Linked DNA regions of Mus musculus: region 1 is linked to region 2. The links are chromatin contacts, called in public HiChIP or PLAC-seq maps. All regions are on one chromosome and are shown on one strand. The core of a region is the stretch at or near the end of the contact, and the rest is flanking DNA. Distances in the headings are between cores, read along the strand shown.

Region 1 (3,425 bases), core at 895-3,394, 540 kb before region 2:
CTTGGTAGTGCCAGAGTGCTGTGACCATGGCTGGGACAGACCTCATTGATTCTGACACAAAGTGTGCCCACACTACCAGACTCCCAGCAGTGAGTAGCACTACTGTAGAACATATGTTTGCTGGGTTGCAAATGCAGTAACTCAAATTGTTATTGGATGGGACAAGTCCCTATAGGGCAAAGTGGTGTAGGGGCCTAGAGCTGCACATCCCACCCTGCCTACCATGATGGTGCCTCCAGTCTGGGTCCGCAGGGGCCTCAGCACCTTCCTCTGCACAAGGAAGTTGGGAAGAAAGATGACCGGGGGGATCTCAGTGATGGTAGCCACCACAAAGGACCACTGTGGAAAGAGACATGGAAGTCAAACTTGATGCCAAGGCCTGGGCACGGTGGCTCCCCTCTCGTTCTTGGGAAGTGACAGCTGGGGGCCACCTTTGAGTCCTAGCTTTGTGCTTGGGCACAGTGAAGTTGATGGCAGCCTTCTGAGGCACTCTTCTGCCCTCTTGTGTCTAGAATAAGTACTGCAGGCTGTGCTGAGATTGCATGGGGCACCTCTGCTCCCCACAGCCAGAGCCTTGTCTCTGAGGCCAAGTGTCAGTCAGCATGAGACAGTCAGGTGGGCTTGGGGTCCTGACCTGTGCTGGGACACTTGTAGACAAGGCTAACAAGCCAGCAGGTGCTATGACAGAGAAGTACCAGTCTTCTCGGGAAGGGAGACGGCCTCGTGGAGAAGGCAATGCTTATAAAAAAAAACAGTGAACCAGAGTCCCCCAGATGCAGGCTTTAGGCCAAAGACGCAATTTAGGGCAAGGGATTGAGCTCAGGAATGTCAGAAGCTGGATAGGGCAGGGAAAGGAAGCATCTCTGTGGTCTTCTGCGGTTCAGGACCTGGTCTGCTAGCACAGGTTCACACCATACTGTCAGGGCAGTATAGAGGCCCAGAAGAAGGAAAGCCAGAACTAAAAACTAAAATAACAGGGACTCCCTGAGCCCCATCTCCATCTGATGTGAGTACTTTGTTATTTTCCCTGCACTTCCAATCCTGACTCCGTTCCTTTCTGCTCAGCTCTGCAGAGGCAGGTTTTGATGTATCTAGCTCCCTCTGCTGCCCCTTGCTCTTTTTGTTGGAGACATCAATATTTCTACATATCCCTGGATGATCTGGTACTATGTAGACCAGATTGGCCTCCAACTCAAGAGACATCTGCCTTTGCCTCCTGAATGCTGTGATTAAATGTATGCACTACATGTATACCCTGCCAGTTCTATCTTTATAGACAGCGGTTCCATGCTCTCATCAGGGGACTGCTTCTTGGACAAGATCCATGAGGACTCCATGCCCGTGTGTAAATGGAATCATATTTACATGGAACCTGAGCATATCCTCCTGCATATATCATGCCTACATTGCTTATAGCATGGGACATATTACCACGCTGAGAGAAGTTTATGCCACGGTTTAGGGAGCAACACAAGAAATGTGTATGTTAAGATGGATGCATTATTGATTTAAGAATATTCTCCCTCTGGTTGGTTAGACCTGAGAACAAAGGGCCCAAATATATAAGCTTGTACTTATGAGTCAGTCTTGAGCTAAAGGTCGTGTGGTAGTACATGCCTGTCATCCCAGCTTGGGACGTGGAGGCCGACGACTTTGGAGTCCAAGGCCAGCCCTGGCTACACAAGACCCTGCCTCAAAGAAACAAAACATGCATGTTTAATGAGAATTCCATGCCTCAGTTACTTCAGGCATATTTCAAGTGCTGGCCAGACACTGAGGCTGGTGGCTGGATGGAGCTGAACTAGGACGTGCCACGACAGACAGCTTTATCAGGCAGCACTGCTCTGGGGGAAAAAAAACCTGTTGGTCATCAAATAAAACACTGATGCAAGGTAGGAGTGGGTTGTGACTAGACTGGAGGAAGAGGAAGAAAGGGATTTGGCAGAGTGGTCAATGGGGCATGGTAATTACAGTGGTCAGAGTGAATGAATGTATGGCCTCACAGTGGCACAGGCCAGGGTAGTTACAGTTACAGTAGACAGAGGGAGCTGATGTAGGGCCTCACAGTGACACTGATACTGGAGGGTGACAAGCCGAAGATGGAGCAGCTGAGAAGGGCCCCCCGTGTGTGTGGGGTGGGGTGGGGAGACAACAAGGGACAGATAAAGATTATCTGGGATGTGCAGCAGGTTGCCAGGGGACAGCCCAGATGAGTAGGAAGGACCCACCCAGAATGCCCTGTGACAAACTTGGGAGGGGCAAGGGCTCTGAGCTGGGACAGGGCTCTCAAGTCCCCTCTGAGCTCTGCCTCAGTTGTGTGACTTTGCATGCAGCTGTTTCCCTCTGTGCCTGCCTCCTTGTCTGCAAATTAGGGTCTGAAATGAGGGTGTAACAGTGGAAGCCTGCTGAAGGGGCCCTCCTGAAGAGGCCTGTCATTACCTCCTTAAAACACTGCCCTAGCTGCCCAGAAGACTATCATAGACCTGCACACAGCTACCAGCACGTCTGTGTCACCATCCAAAGATGCACCGCATCTGTGGCTATCCCCTTCAGAGACACACTAGTACTACCAATCCTTAATCTAAAATAACACTGTGGGGCCTAGAGGCCAGTGCCTGTGAATCCACCGGCTTAGGAGGTTGAGGATAAAAATCATGAGCTCACACCAACTTTGTCTCAAAATTATTTTTTAAATTTAAATTTTAAAGAGGGGGGGATTGATGATGTAGTTTAGTAATTGTGTGCCTGCCTGAGATTAGACAGACAAACCAACCTAAACTCTCAGGGATCCCTGGGCTCCGTCACTTTTCTTACACCACCAAGCAGGTGAATCCAATGCTTTGTGCTGGGGGCCGCAGGCTCCTGATCTGATGTCCTCTTGAGCTCTCTACTGCTTCTATCTGCTATTTGTTCTTTATTTCTGCTTGCTATAAACTTTAATAAACTCATTCATTCAAAATCCACATAGCTATGCTAGACATTTTCTTGGTACAAAACTGGTGTATACTGACCCCCCCCCCCAATAAGCAAAATTAGGTATTGAAACAAACGTGTATGGGCATACCCATAGCAACACAACTGCCAATCATTAAAACGGGAGAAATAGCCCATGTGTGCACAAACTAATGGACAGACAGACAAGATGTGGTACACCACATGGTGGAATATTATGCATCCATGAAGAGGAATGTGCCGGGGGTGGTATGTGGCTTCCTGGCAAAGCACTTGCCCTGCATACTAGAGCTCTCAATCCCAGCCACTGGGGAAGAAAAATGCATGGTACCTGCTCAATATGCTGTGTGGTAAGGCAAACCAGATGCCAAAGCACACACACTGATTTCATCTGTATTGAGTCAAGTACAAAGTACATGAGTCTGTGGAGTCACAGTAAGTGGGCGGAGACCAGGCAGAGGGCAGGCAATAGC
Region 2 (3,155 bases), core at 146-2,645:
CAGGGTACCCTGGAACTCACTCTGTAGACCAGGCTGGCTTTGAACTCATAGAGATCTGCCTGTCCTCTGCCTCCTGAGTGCTGGGATTAAAGGCGTGTGCTGCCCATAACTGGCCTAAATCGTTTAAAGTGAAAAACTTAAAGTGTTTTAAGTAAACAGGACACTTTAAATATCATTAACCGAATCAGCAGCTGAGGCCTCCAGTGGGCCCCCTCCTGCCTCCTATCCTCAGAGGCCAGGAAAAAGGCAGGGCTAGACTGGAGGCCAGTAGTCTGGCCCAGCGCCGCCTGAAAATGTGCCAGTGTGCAGCAACAGCTTTGTAGACATTGGATCAAGTCACCAATTCAGTTATTTCTCCTAATTTGGGAGGCCTGGAGAAACTCTGCTAAACTAACTGGTAGGGGCACTTTGACAAGGGTATCCCAGGCTCCACCCGGAACCCTGCTGGACCCTGGGCTTTCCAGAACAGGAAAGTCCATTTGATGGAGACCCCGCATCTAACACACAAACAATAACACCGGAAAAGGCAGAGTAGCTAGGATGTGTTGAGAAATATGGGAAAGAGAGGAGGTGTTCGTGTGATGGACCCTCCCCACTTCCTCCCCCCACTGCCTGATAAACACCCCCAGATCTGATTTAAGTAGGGCCTCAACGGATTAAGATCTTCTTTTTTTTTTTCCCTTTTGGTTTTTTGAGATAGGGTTTCTCTGTGTAGCCCTGGCTGTCCTGGAACTCATTCTGTAGACCAGGCTGGCCTTGAACTCAGAAATCCGCCTGCCTCTGCCTCCCAAGTGCTAGGATTAAAGGCGTGTGCCACCACTGCCTGGCTACGGATTAAGACCTTAAGGTTGTGGGATTCTAGGTTCTAGGCCTAAAGACAAATTCCTTCTTTTCTGAAGGGGGTCCTGGGCTCGGTCCCCAATCTCCCCAGGAAAGAGTAGCTAGAGACACAAACACATGTCACCTCTGGGGAAAGCAGGAGTCACCCCCAGGCAGCAGTGCCTTGGAGGCATGACAGAGAAGGACTAGTCAGAGGCTCTATAAAAGTCTTATCTTATATATTTACCCACTGGGTAGGAACAAAATGTAGTCTTAACGTGCATTGCTTTTTTAGCACCGAGTCTGAACATTTTACCCTGTTCATAATGTTGATTCCCTCTCTAAAATGATCTCTTTGCGTTTGCCCACATTTATCCCTTTGCTTGGATCTTTCATAATATAGACATTAGCCCTTTAAGAAATGCATGCGATTTCCTGCTCTCAGATGAAGAACTCGGTTGGAAGCAGAGGCCCACCTGCAGGGGCCCTTCCTTATCAATCCAGCTACTGCCGCCCCATTCTCTGCAGCAGGGGCCTCAGGTCTGTGTGTAGCTGCCTATCAGCCCCGCGCACCCCTCGGGCACACACCACCCACACCACCATCACACACACTCTCCTACTCCTGACCAGGGCTGTCTGGCACACCCTGTCCTTTCCTAGCATGTCCTCTGCCCCAGCCCTCACCCACCACCCTCTGCCTCCCCCACAGCCTGGTGCACATTCTCCCGGCCACACACAAGGCCACACATCTAATAGCCCCACATCAGAACAAACTCTGTGTCTCTTCCTTCAACTCTCCTCTCTCTCAGCGCCAGGAACTCCTGACCAAGTTTCCGTTCTCCTCCTCCAGTCACAGCTCAGTGCTGTGCTGGCCATGGCAACAGCATTCTCTTCCTCAGGACCTGCTGTGTGTGAATGGGCTCTTGGATCACTCTCTGCTGCCCTCGCCCCTGGAGAACAGCTTGAGGTGGCCAGCCTCTGAACTTGTTCTCTGTCCTAGCCCCCTGCTCTAGCTCCCTGCTGGTCTCCCTAATGACTCCGCCATGGTCCCCAACCCCTTTCTTCTCCTGACCCAGTCACACTTCCAATTCTCCCTTCTATTTACACATCTCTCTTTCAAGGCTTGAGTTACTTCCAGCACCCAGCCCACCTTCCCCACAGTTGCATGCCTCAGGAGGGAGGAAGGGAGACTTGACTCCATGGTCCCAGACCCTTGCTGCTGATGCCACCTTGGGTTAGGGCTGAGCCAGTTCTGGCCATGAAACTGACTGACGGTGCTGGGGATGGACCCCGGTGCCTTGCCTGAGCTAGGGTAGTGCTCTATCCTGGGACTGCATCCACAGCCCTGGCCATGAGAGTTAAGCCATTGACCGAGCGTGTCAGGTGAGAAGAAGATGAACTGAGACAAGGTCAACAGAGACTAGCTAAAGTGTGTCCCCCCAAATTGACGGGACTGCAGCTGTAAAGACACAGTGTTTAGAGACACGGTCCTCAAAGAGGGGCTGAGCTAAGGGAGTCATAGGAGGATGATCCCTGATTCCCAATCCTACAAGACTGGTAGGGTATCTCACAAGCACAGATATGCAAAGAGAGGTGACCATGTGGGGAGCAGGGGGGAGGGGGGAAATGGCATTACTGGCTTAGGATGTCGACACTGCCAACACCTGGCATCTCAGACTTCTAACCCCTAGAGATAATGTCAACTTCTGTGGGATACACTGTCTGGCTTCAGGTGCTCTACAGCAGCCCTGGCAGACTGAGGCAGATGACAAAGGAGGCCTGACCCCTGCTGATGTCCTGACCACCCAGATCCAGAATGGCTCTTTCTCCAGGTTTCTTTTGTGTGTCCTTGATGTCACTTTGGTCTGACTGATGCTCTGAGCTCATTGATGTCCCTGGTATCCCTCCCACCTTATGGATGTAAGCTGACAATATTGGACCTCAACCATCCCCAGGCTCCTGTCTCCCCCTGGGCCTCTTCTCCTCTCCTACCCGCTTCCGGTTCTGCCCAGCAGGATTTAACCCCTGTCCTCCCCAATTTGACTTCAAGTCATCCTAACTTTTAAATTCTGCTACTGATCTCTCAGACGCTTTACAGATGTCTATCCTGATGGGTGGGGTCAGAGTGGGAGAGGGAGGTAGCCTGTGGTACTGGGAAAGAGCCTCCCTTGCTCTCTCCTCCCCCACATTGTTGACATTGCTTCCAGGACTGAGCTTCGTGACATAAATATGATCACGTCACCCGGTCACTTCTGACCTTGCACTGCCAACTCCACGCCTGAATATACACCCAGCTCTGATCACTAAACTTGTTCAAGAATGTGGCTGGCACATCA

The links. HiChIP or PLAC-seq counts read pairs in DNA pulled down with a chosen protein or histone mark.
Region 1: an H3K4me3 HiChIP or PLAC-seq map of fetal liver shows a contact between it and region 2, with 2.5 times the contacts expected there. The contact joins two enhancer-like sites. A contact is called at or near these places in 4 of 39 promoter capture datasets (the C10 cell line, embryonic stem cells, hippocampal neurons and 1 more), 4 of 115 datasets of contacts at active chromatin or transcription factors (SST interneurons, VIP interneurons, fetal liver and 1 more) and 1 of 9 other capture datasets (embryonic stem cells).

Annotation. Positions count from the first base shown.
Region 1 is chr6:91,162,475-91,165,899 of GRCm38.p6, reverse strand. It overlaps Hdac11 (histone deacetylase 11), which reads right to left. Exons shown (of 10, transcript NM_144919.2): 4 at 223-339. Among named protein-coding and RNA genes, the nearest start is that of Hdac11, 7.4 kb to the right of the region's middle. Within about 2 kb of position 2,144, at least 33 of the 459 cell types and tissues checked have an H3K27ac peak or open chromatin away from gene starts, as enhancers often do. A contact at or near this core is called in fetal liver, where this site is marked.
Region 2 is chr6:90,621,496-90,624,650 of GRCm38.p6, reverse strand. The region is part of intron 2 of Slc41a3 (solute carrier family 41, member 3); the gene reads right to left. Among named protein-coding and RNA genes, the nearest start is that of Slc41a3, 18 kb to the right of the region's middle. Within about 2 kb of position 1,395, at least 53 of the 459 cell types and tissues checked have an H3K27ac peak or open chromatin away from gene starts, as enhancers often do. A contact at or near this core is called in fetal liver, where this site is marked.